2 separate regions of the Pan troglodytes genome follow, and region 2 is linked to region 1. A link is a contact called in public Hi-C data. All regions are on one chromosome and are shown on one strand. Each heading gives the region's core, a stretch centred on a gene start, on an enhancer-like site or on the middle of the called end of the contact. The rest is flanking DNA. Distances are from core to core; before and after follow the strand shown.

Region 1 (5,921 bases), core at 2,055-4,554:
ATTATTATAATTTAAAAATACTTGATCTCATGAAAATTATTTTAATACATTTCTGGTTGAAATAGAGTGTATTTGCAATAGAAATCTTTCAAATATATTTTGTAGGATTTATGAAGGTAGAATGTTCAGTGCTCCCTCTCCAGGTTTTATCATATTGGTGAACTGACCTCTCAGCTCACAACTGTGGTAATAGTTTTGAAGAACCAAATAAGATACTCTGATATGATATTCTATTTTTGATTTGTCTATTCCAATTACATTCACAAGAAACCTATCCATCACTAGTAAAATTTCATTACATCCCCAAATCTAATGAGATCTATGAAAAAAATACAATGAAATCAATTTTATTCTTTTAAATAGCCTATTTTAATACAATTCATAATATTAAGAGTGAATATGTAGCTTTTTGGCTTGATTCTTATTCTATGCTATTTTTTAGTGATGCTTTTTTATTGTTATTCATGTTCTTAACAATGCTCTGTGTTCTTTAGAGGCAATTCCAAACACAACTTTAATTTTTGAAAGTGCTCAGACATTTGAAAGTCCTGCGTGTGCGTGCGTGTGTGTGTTATGTATGTATATATTTATAGTTTCAACAGAACCATTTGCTATTGTAAATAAGGAGACTAAAAATGTACTTTGAACTAAAAATTTCCATACTTATATGTATATATGATTTAGATTCTAGAGTTTTGTTATTGTTTGCTTTGTTTTGCCAGACTTTAAGCTACTCCTGATATATAGTACCTGGAAAAATATTTCCTTTCCACTAAGTTTTTGGTCTTTAGGTGGCTTTTAAAAGTTTCTACGGAACCTTCAATTCCACAAAAAGTTATCCTCACTGCAGCATGAAAAGGCACAACTTTGATAATAAATGCCTAAAATCCCATAGTTTGTAAGAAAGTAGAAAGCAAGTTTCCTAAAGTGTTTTTTTCAGTCATATCAGCTATTACTAAGAATTATAAAACTTCTTGATAAATTTTTTCTATTCTAATTAATTGACTTTTAGCTAATTAAAAAATATACGGGTTTGTATTTTTTGCAAAATTATACAACTATATTACAAAATTGAAAGAATTTGGTTTTTTCTCCATGTGCTTGATTTTTGGGAAATCATATAACAAGCCAAGGTAAAGCAATTATTTAAAAAACCCACAGCAGAAAATTTCACCTTTATTACATATCCTTATATTACATTTGCAGTAAGGAGTGCCACCTTTTGAACTTTAGGTTTCACATATTCTGAACTTTGTTGTAAATAGGAACTGTAATGTTATATAATCATCTTTTTGTGTCAATATACGTTTTCCCTCTAGTTGGTCAGAAGTGATGGCTTGGCATACAACTTTTTTCATTTTCTTTTATTCTTCACAATTCTTTTCTAATTCAACTTAAGAGTAGAGTCCACCAATCCTTTTAATTGAGATCGACAACTAAAGATTGCTAACCAAATCCGAATGTATTCCTCTATGACAAACTGCATTTGCAGAATTTTTAGAGGCACTCCCGAAGTTTTAAGAGGATGTTTATTACACGAGTCTGTAGGGCAACATTTCCAAGTTGGTACACATAAACGAAAGAGGAAACGATAGTTAAGGAAATCCTGTTCCAGGTTTTCGGGCAGCCCGAGTGATTGACACATGATATCACCGGAGGCGTGTCCCGGAGTGGAGGTGGAGGTGGAGGCAAGGAGCTGAAATTCCGCGGAGCCGGAGTGAGACCGCTCTGTAAAGCACGCAGTGGTTTGCAGAGTGATTATCAGCTTCCCTGCCCTGGATAAGGAACAGCTACAGTCGCTGTTAAATGTGCCTGAAAAGCAATTTGCAATCTTTGCATTAGGTAAGTACCGTTTCCTTCCGTAGACATTTTAGGAAAGATAAGGTGAGAAATGTTGACTTTTGCAAGGAACTGAACATTTATTTATTTGAACTTGCTTTCCAGCTAAGGTTACTGGTTGCATTTCAAAACACCGGTAGCATTCCCACTGCTAAAACTAATGCTCTTAAAGTAAATGCTACCGCTAAAAGAAAAAGCAGGGTCCCTTTCACCTTTCCTTAACCGAACAGTAGACGTTTAAAGTCTGAAACGATCGAATTTGTGAAACACAGAGCCGTTAATGCCTTTATGCGAAGAGGGGCTAGCACTCGGTGTATGGACCAAATGCGTGTTTGTTTAGGCATTGTTGGCGACCGAAGCCCGAGCGAAGCATTGGTTTAAAACCTGAATTTCCCGTCTCTGTGTATTGATTCCTAACGCGCAGAGGCGTTGCTTGAACGTTGTTTGAACTCCTAGGCATTCCAGGGGGCAAAAGCACCTCGGCAAAAACGTGCAGGACTGCATGTTACTTTGGTTCGCGGCTGACACGCCGACTGTGCGCCGGCCTGTCAATCACTGGGAGCAGCAACAGGGAGCACATGGCAACGGGCTGCGGGCGAGCTGGCCAGCGGCCCGCCCCGGGTCCCAGCCTTTCGAAGAAAGGGACATTCACAAGCTTCTATCTCTAATTCTGTGTCGCAGGCATTTCGGCCGTGGAACCCCAGGCTCGGAGGACTGGGTGTGAGCGCTGCCCGGGAGAGGCTGACCTGCCGGGACCGGAGTGCCCGGGGACGCTGTGCCCCCACTTGCCCAACGTGCGGAATCGGCTAAGCGCGTCGGCCTGCGCGGGGGACAAGGGACGACGCCCGCCTTTCTCTCTTCGAGAAGGATCCCCAAACCTCACTCTCTTCACTCCTCCCCGCTAAAAAAAAAAAAAAAAAAAAAAAAAAAAAAAGGGTAAAAAAATCCCCCTCCCCCTCCTGGCCGCGGCAGCCTCTGCCTGGCAGGCGCGTGCTCCGAGGTCTCGCCGGGGTACTGCGCGGCTCCGTGATCCACCCGCCGACGCCGGTTCGGGCCCCGACCCGGGCGCTGCGGAGTCTCGAACGCCCGTGACGTGGATTTTTCGCTCGTCAGGAGGCCGCCATCCCTTCCTTCGTTCCTTGCGAGGAGCGACTAGAACCCGAGTTCTCTGAGCACACCGTGCCGTCAGCTGGCCCGTCACGCACTCGACTCCGCCACTCCCCTACTTGTTTTTCTGAGACTTGGGGAGCCTTCCTGAAAGGATTTGTAAAAACTGGTTCTTGGAAAGGGGCTGCAGGAGAAGACCTCCCGAGGTGGATGTTACTGAGCCGCCCGGCGAGCACCAGCCGTGAGAGGTCCGGGCCCGGCCGCGCGGAGCCGCGGGAGAACTGCCCTCCGCAGCCGGAAGGGGGCCGCGGGGAGCGCTCCTGGCCGGTGGCGGCGGGGGCGGGGGAGGCCGCGGGCCGAGGCGCTCCAGCTCCGGCGATGCCGCCTCGCCCTCCCCGCCGCGGTTGATGCGGCACGTGCACGCCGCCGCCCGCACCAGGACCTGGGCCGGGTCGCACGGCTTGGCCCCCGGCCATCGCTTCGGCTTAGGTGAGTGTGTGCGGCGGCCGCCCTCGGCCCGCTGGGCTGTAGGCGCGCGGGCGGGGCTCGCTCGGCGCGGCAGGTGCGGACTCGGCGGCGCTGCTGCCCGAGCCAGGACTCCGGGAGAGGAGGGGAGGGGAGGGACGACCTCGCTCGGCGCGGCCCCTCCCGCCGCTCCCTGCCCCCTGGGGGCGGCGGCTTCTGGGGGCTCAAGGTTGGGTGGCGGGGTGGGCGACGGTCCGCGGCTGCGGAACGTAACAGGACAGGGTCTCCTCCATCCCCGATTACCCGGAGCGGCGGCGCGGTGGCCCAGGTTGTTCTCTCGGAGAGCCCTTCACGCCCAAGGGGGATTTCAGGCGGCTCTGGGGATGTCCCCGGGGGCCCTCTTTGGAGGAGTGTGCGTCAAGCAGGGGGACGACAAAGGCTGTGTGTGTGCGTGTGTGTGTGTGTAGGCACATCTCCGGAATTCGCCGATTATCCCCTCGATAGAATTAGGCAGCCCCAAAGCCAGCCGCAACTTTCTTCTGGTTTGGAGCTCAGTGCAAAGACAGGGGAAGGGAGAGGGCACTGCCACTTTAAAAGTGGGGAAGTCGGCCGGGCGCGGTGGCTCACGCCTGTAATCCCAGCACTTGGGGAGGCCGAGGCGCGCTGATCAACTGAGGTCAGGAGTTCGAGACCAGCCCGACCAACTGATGAAACCCCGTCTTCACTAAAAATGCAAAAATTAGCCGGCCGTGGTGACGCGCGACTGTAGTCACAGCTACTCGAGAGACTGAGGCGGGAGACCCGCTTGAACCCGGGAGGCGGAGGTTGCAGTGAGCCAAGGTCGCGCCACTGCACTCCAGCCTGGGAGACAAAGTGAGACTCCGGCTCAAAAAAAAAAAGTGGGGAAGTCCGCCCTCCTGAGCTCATGGTAACCTCAGCCTCCTCCCCTCCTCCTACCAGAGAGAGGGAGAAAGAACTTGTTTTCATTCATAACTTTTTCCTTTTCCTTCTTCCGTCAACTATTTATTCAGTGCGGATTGCAGAGGGCGCAGCTCCACCGTGGTAACTTGCAATGTGGCCGCCCCTGCGCTGGCTGCTTTCTCCTCGGCCCTCGGTGAACCCAGCTTTTCCTTTAAAGCATAGACAAATCCTTGCTTAGGGTCAGCCAGACCGTGGGCTTGCTTTGGGCTCCCGCGTGGACGCTGAAGACTCTTCATGATTTGTCAGAAACCTTGGTGGGCCACGCAAAAAGTGTGTTGGAAATCCACGGTGATCCTTAGTATGGTGATGGGATTGTCCGAAAAGGTATTCTACTTCCATTCGCGTTTTCTTGGGGAAGGCAGTGTGCCGAGCGCGTGTGAGCGTGTTTGGGGCTTGTCCAAGACTGTCACTGCTTGAAAATGGGCTTTTCTTCGGATCGGAGGTGGCGAATTTTCTTTGCTTTTAATTTTTTTGTCTGGCAACTTCATTTCCCAGCCAGTATGAAGTTTGTTACAACTATCATTGGAAATGCAAATTAAAGTTGTGCCTGGTGTTATGGGTTACACTATTCAAATCCTCTACGGTTTTGTGAATCTGGCTTAGTACTTTTAGCTGCCTTTTGCTTTGAAAGCACTGAGTTAAGAAGTTCTTGAAGAAGAGGAATAATCGTGCAGGAGTCAGGATTAGATGTTGAGGACTCCAAGACTAAATCCCCGCAGGTTATGAATGTGTTACTCCTCATGCGCAAAGAAGGTGGAATAAAGTAGAAACTTGAGAGAGCTGAGTTGTGAAAACGAGGGGGAGCTCCAAGAAGTTAACATGTAAGACATAGTTTAGAGACATTAGTTTAGGAAATATAGGAAATGGACTTCTTTCTGCGTTATTCCTTAAACCATGTTTTTTGCCTCAGGTTGGTAGTGGAGAATGGACATTTCTTTTTCTTTTCATTCTTGAATTGGGTCGACTCTGTAGACTTTAGAAGGAATTTGTGTGAAAAATACTCTAGTTCACCACTGAAAGCAGAAACTTTCATCTTTGGTAGTTTGTGAAGAACACATTATAAATTAGAAATAACTTACTATTAGTATGGAAACACAACTGCTTATTTTTATCTGGATATTAGTGTGCTGATTTTGTTACAAGAAGCACATTGAATCAGAGTTGGCAGTGCGTTTGAAAATCAAGGTCTGTCATGTAAATACAGATTTTTAAATCAGAGGAAATACAGATAATTAAAACTGCCAGGATTTCCCTACACTGCGTTAAAGGCCTCACACTTATTTGTGCATAAAACTTACTTTGTTTTGTGAGTGAGCCCTTCAGCTTAAAAAAAAATCCTCTCAGGATTTCAAATATGAGTACCGTTGTATCATTCACTGGACTATACATTGAGTCTTGTGTGTGTGTGTTTGTAGCTCCAAAACACCAAGAATCGTTGTGTACCTGATACATTTATTTTTGCATCTCATAGATGAATAATAAGGTAGTTTTAAAATTCTGATTTATATAGAAAATTACCTATTATTTTG
Region 2 (5,921 bases), core at 944-3,443, 200 kb after region 1:
TGAAAGGAAAATCACAACAAAACCTAAGTTACATATTACAGGCATCAGAGGAGGGCCACTGCTGGGTCATCTGCATTTGCTTATATAGGAGTAGAAATTGTAGAAATGTGGAAGTAGCAAATGAAACATTTTCCAGTTTAAAGTATATTGAGTAACCGAAGTCTGTAAGACTGAATTCTTTTTCTGAAATCATTTTGATATTGATTTCCCATTCATTTGCCCTGGCAAAGAGAGAGATTATTTCATGAATGAAAGGTGATGTGAGGAGACTGAAAGAAGGTGAACCCAACCATCAGGAGAAAACCATTCTTTGCCTACTTTGAATAAATCATTTTGAAATAATGAGACATAATTAATGTCAGTGCTTTGGATTATATGAACGTTTGCAAAGATATCCAGTGCAATTCTAATGGCCAGAAATGGCAGTCTGATTACAGTTATGCCAAATAGCCATTCCATGCCTTACAGAATGTAGCAGTAAAATGAAATTAACTGTTGGCATCAAGTAGTAAGACTATGATTACAACCAATAGTGGCCAGTCTTTATTTAGTGCCATGAGCTAGTTCTGAGGGCCTTGTAGGAATTAGCTCACTTGATCCTCACAGCAAACCTGTTGAGATAGGTATTATTATGGAGCCCCATTTTACTGTGGAGGAAATTGAAGCCCAGAAAGGTTAAGCAACTGGCCTAAAATTACACAGCAATAAAGTGGCAGAGCTGGAATTTAAACCCAATCGTAGGATTGTGTAAATAAAGCAAACACATAATAACCACTATTCAGTGACTATGTTTGCCTGGTGCTGTGTTACTCACTTTCATGTAAAGGTGATGTGAGGAGACTGAAAGAAGGTGAACCTTTTCATGTATTGTCTCATTTACTCCTAAAACCCTGCTTGGTGGGTGTTAAACTCATGTTACAGATAAAGAAACCTAGACACAGATAAGATTAGGAAATTTTCCCAAGGTTATGTAAAACCAGGCCTGTCTGACTCCAAAGTCTATAGAAACTAGTAATTCATTAAACTCTTTCTAGTAGCAAGTGGGATACTGTTCTTCCTTCTCAGTAATTACGTTTACCACTTCAAGTTCTTTCCCTCTGGTACTTTTCTTTCATTCTTTGTGTTTTTATGATACACAGCTCAATAAAGCATAATATACAACCTGCTAGCATTTTCAGAGCCCAGATTGTGTGCTGGGCATTGTGCTAAATTGTTTTCTATTAATTACCTCATTTAATCCTTCCAGCAACCATACATCATAGGTACTATTATTAGCACCTTTTTATATATGAGGCAACTGAAGTTGAGAAAGACGTTCTTGGCAGAGGTTTGATGAAGAGTCTGGTGATGCAATTTTTCTGGAGAGAACATGCAGCATTTCAAAGCCTCATTGCCTTCCTCTGTACTGAGAATAAATGAACCCAGATTCAGAAGTTTTAACATTTTTGAACATTAAAAAATATTCAATATTATTTTAAAATGCTTTTTTTTTGGGGAATCAGGGTGGCTTGGAGTTGTATTCTTTGTGGTGTATTTCTTGAAAAGATCCATTGGCTAATCTGGCTAATTCAGGACACTTCCTCTTCCTCTCCTCTTTCTGTGGCTCTCTCTTCTGTTCTCAGGGCAGCCACCATTAGCATGTGTCTACTGAAGGAACAAGTGTGGTGGGGAACAGGGTGTTGGGTCTCTGGGAAACTTATTTGCATACTTCTTGTTACAAAAGCCAACCACATCCTGGTTAAGACAATGTGCTGTCTGATAAACAGACTGCATCCCCCAGTGTCTGCCTGGAGCTCAGCCAGCGTGTGGCCCGCCTTTGTCACAAGGTGCTGTTTATTCTGCCTGGAAGTCCAAGGACAGAACAAACCAGCTAAATGAACCTTTTATTTCTCCCATTCTCTGACAGAAATTCCTTGAGTCAAAAACATGTATTAATATTAGGTTAAGGGAAAAGCATCAGAATTCTCCAAATATGCCTTCCTAATCCTGTGGAAAACATATAAAAAGCTTTGGTTTTCCTCTCTAGCTACAAATTCTTTGGGGTTTGAGAAAACTAGGAAACTTGGAAAATATAGTGCAAGGACGATATAAAAATCATGGTTTGCCAAGACTTTTTGTTGATAAATATTTCTTTCCACATCTGTTTTCTATGTGTTCCCTTTCTCTTTTCCTCCCTCCCACCCCAGAAAACACAGACAAAAGGAAGTGGAGGCTTAAACAATTAACTGGTGACTGCAGGACCCATTGTTTAGGAATCTGGATAATTGAGTCCTAATTTCTCTGACTCCCTTCACTTTGGTAAATTATAGAAAGAAAAAGATTTTGAGACTCAGTCTCATTTTTGGCAGTTAAGGTAAGAAATCCATCTATGCTTCCCTTTTACTGATTTTTTTTTTCTTTTTTTTCTCCTCTCAAAACAATTCAACATTTCCTTCTCTGCTTATTTCAAATCTAAATGTGGTACATATTTTAAGACATATTTTAACCACAAATTTTATTGGTGACTGCAATCACTGAAAGGAAGGTACTCTGTGAACACAGAAATTGTTTTAATGTTTTTAATCAATAATTCCTATAAACAAATTTTGTCTTGAGGAAATAGAATATGCAGCTATTTCCTTTCTGCATTTACAGTGACCTCTGAAATATATTACAACCACTCATCTGTATCTAATCCCACATGTGTGGTGAACACTTTAAGTAACTTATTGACTAGAATCCTTCTGGAGGTATCTGTGGAGGATGATGATAGAGATGATGTTACAGAACAGTTTGAAAAAGACGCCAATTGGCATTTTGAAGGATTACCAACATTTCTAATAAAGTCTCTGAAGAGATTTCTGGCTGCTTAAGAACAATAATATGATAGAGATTGATTATTTTGAGGTTTCGAAGTTAAATACTTGCATGTGGTGAATACTGAGGCTTATTGTGAAAATGAAAATTAGACCTATGTAGAAATCCTTGTGGAGAATGAGACAGTCAGGACTTTTATCAACGCGGCTCTTTATACAACTGCCTCTTTGGAGAAGAAGTCGGTTCACTGTCCTTGTTAAATTTCAACTGCGGCTGATTCTGAATCTTGAGGACCATTATGATGTGAGAAAAGAAAAAAAACACTCACTAAAGGTTAATGATCTTTCCCTAATCTTTCAGAAAAGCTGATACTGACTGGTAGATAGTAATGCTCTGTCAGAATTGTAGAATGAATGAATCAAGCTGATATAATTCACTAACCATCTACCCAAGCCAGGATCTGTGTTAGAGCTTTAGAGGCACACCTTGTTTTATTGTGCTTCAAAGGTGCTGCGTTTTCTGCAAATTGAAGGTTTGTGGCAACCTTGCATTGAGCAAGTCTATCAGCCCTATTCTTCCCAACAGCATGTGCCCACTTAGTGTCTCTGTGTCATACTGTGGTAATTTTCACAATATTTCAAACTTTTTCATTATTATTATATATATTTTTAAATTTTACTTTAAATTCTGGGATACATGTGCTGAACGTGCAGATTTGTTACATAGGTATACATGTGCCATGGTGGTTTGCTGCAATTATTATTATATCTGTTATAGTGATCTGTAATCATGATCTTTGATGTCACTATTGTAATTTTGGTGGGGGCACCATGAACTGCCCCCATACAAGATGGTGTGTTCTGACTGTTCCACATACCAATGGTTTTCTCGTCTCTCTGGGGCCTCCCTATTCCGTCAGACACACGATATTGAAATGGGGCCAACGAATAACCCTTCAATGGCTTCTAAGTGTTCAAGTGAAAGGAAGAGTTGCAAGTCTCTCACTTTGAATCAAATTTGGAAATGAATAAGCTTAGTGAGGAAGGCATGTTAAAGTCAAGATAGGCCAAAAGGTAGGCCTCTTGTGCCAAACAGCCAAGTTGTGAGTGCAAAGGAAAAGTTCTTGAAGAAATTAAAAGTACTATTCCAATGAACACATTAATGATAAGATAGCACAACAGAGGCCGGGCATGGTGGCTCACTCTTCTAATCCCAGCACTTTGGGAGGCCAAGGCAGGAGGATCACTTGAGCCTGGGAGTTTGAGACCAGCCTGGGCAACATAGTGAGACCCTGTCTCTATTTAAAAAGAAAAGAAAGGAAAAGAAAGTGCAACAGCCTTATGTTGATATGGAGAAAGTTTAAGTGGTCTGGATAAAAGATCAAACCAGCTACAGCATTCCCACAAGCCAAAGCCCCAGAGCAAGATTCTAACTCTCTTCCATTTTATGAAGGTCTGAGAGAGGTGAGGAAACTGTAGAAGAAAAATTGGAAGCTAGCAGAGGTTGGTTCCTGAGGTTTAAGGAAAGAAGCCCTCTCCCTAACATAAAAGTGCAAAGTGAAGCAGTAAATGCTGATGTAGAAGTCATCCAGAAGGACTAGCTAATTGATAAAAGTGACCACACTAAACAATAGGCTTTCACTATAGACAAAACAGCCTTCAGTTGGAAGAAGATGCCACCTAGGACTTTCACAGTGTTACAGTAGGTAGTCAGGCAGACATGAGCAGGCCAGGAGAGGGCCTCCTTCCCAACAGGAATGTCAGGCTACCATCAGGTGATGGTCAGGTGGTTGTTAACAGTCTCTCTAAAATAATAATTGATTGCAGCCAGCGCCAGGGAAAGGCAGTCTCCCAATAGATAGAAATATCTGAAACTGGTGATCAGCAGCTTCCTGATAAAATCTAGGGGCTGGGTGAGTGGGCTCAAGCATATGCACTAAGAGGCAAAATATTGGAGTTTAACTGGTATTTGACCTTCTAGGAACATTCAACTGGTAAGAGAAGAACGCCTCAAGTGAGCACACATACATACAACTCCAGTAAACACACCGTGCATGCAGTCCCTCACAAGTGCTGGCAGCCACTGTGCATACGGACAGCCTGCCCAAGGGAAGAAATGGGAGATGTAATGCAGCCTTGGAAGCATGCCAACATATGACTCCCCAAATCAAAGGTCAAACCACGTACTTGATTTTCTTAAGTTGCCCACTTGGCCCTCTTCCAAGCGTACTTCCTTTCATTCCTGCCCTAAAACTTTTATTTTCTTTCCTTTTATTTTTATTTATTTATTTATTTTTGAGATGGAGTCGCACTCTGTCTCCCAGGCTGGAGTGCATTGGCACCATCTTGGCTCACTGCAACCTCAGGCTCCTGGGTTCAAGCGATTCTCCTGCCTCAGTCTCCTGAGTGCTGGGAGTACAAGCGTACACCACATGCCCAGATAATTTTTGTATTTTTACTAGAGACAGTGTTTCGCCATGTTGGCCATGCTCGTCTCGAACTCCTGAGCTCAAGTGATCTGCCTGCCTTGGCCTCCCAAAGTGCTGGGATTACAGGTGTGAGCCACCGCGTCTGGTCCCTAAAACTTTTAAACAAACTTTCACTCCTGCTCTAAAACTCGACTTAGTCTCTCACTCTGTGTTTTGACTTTTGGTCGAAGTCTTCTGAGGATGTGAGAGTTGAGGTTGCTGCAGACCCAAATGGATTTGCAGCTGCTAACACAGCTACAGAGGAAAAGTCAATGTCTGGCTTCAAAGCTTCAAAGGACAGGCTGACTCTCTCGTTAGGGGCTAATGCAGCTGGTGACTTTAAGTTGAAGTCAACGCTCATTTACCATCTGAAAATCCTAGGGCCCCTAAGAATTATGTTAAATCTACTCTGCCTGTGCTGTATAAGTGAGGCAACAAAGCCTGGATGACAGCACATCTACTTACAGCATGGTTTACTAAATATTTTATGTATACTGATGATCTACTGCTCAGAAAAAAAGATTCCTTTCAAAATATTACTGTTCATTAACAATGGACCTGATCACCCAAAAGCACTGATAGAGATGTACAAGGACATTAATTTTGTTTTCATGCCTGCTGATAGAACACCCATTCTGCTGCCCAGGTATCAAGAAGT

What was found. Hi-C and Micro-C count contacts between places; a contact is called where the count stands out from the background.
Region 2: a Hi-C map of stem cell-derived neural progenitor cells shows a contact between it and region 1, with 3 times the contacts expected there. The contact joins the enhancer-like site here to the promoter of SPRY1 in region 1. A contact is called at or near these places in 1 of 7 Hi-C or Micro-C datasets (stem cell-derived neural progenitor cells) and 1 of 1 datasets of contacts at active chromatin or transcription factors (stem cell-derived excitatory neurons).

What each region holds. Positions count from the first base shown.
Region 1 is chr3:124,570,528-124,576,448 of NHGRI_mPanTro3-v2.0_pri, forward strand. SPRY1 (sprouty RTK signaling antagonist 1) reads left to right here and starts at 3,305. Exons shown (of 2, transcript XM_517428.8): 1 at 3,305-3,435.
Region 2 is chr3:124,772,373-124,778,293 of NHGRI_mPanTro3-v2.0_pri, forward strand. All of the region lies in intron 3 of LOC104006192 (a long non-coding RNA gene), which reads left to right. Among named protein-coding and RNA genes, the nearest start is that of TRNAC-GCA, 92 kb to the left of the region's middle. Within about 2 kb of position 2,194, at least 7 of the 24 cell types and tissues checked have an H3K27ac peak or open chromatin away from gene starts, as enhancers often do. A contact at or near this core is called in stem cell-derived neural progenitor cells, where this site is marked.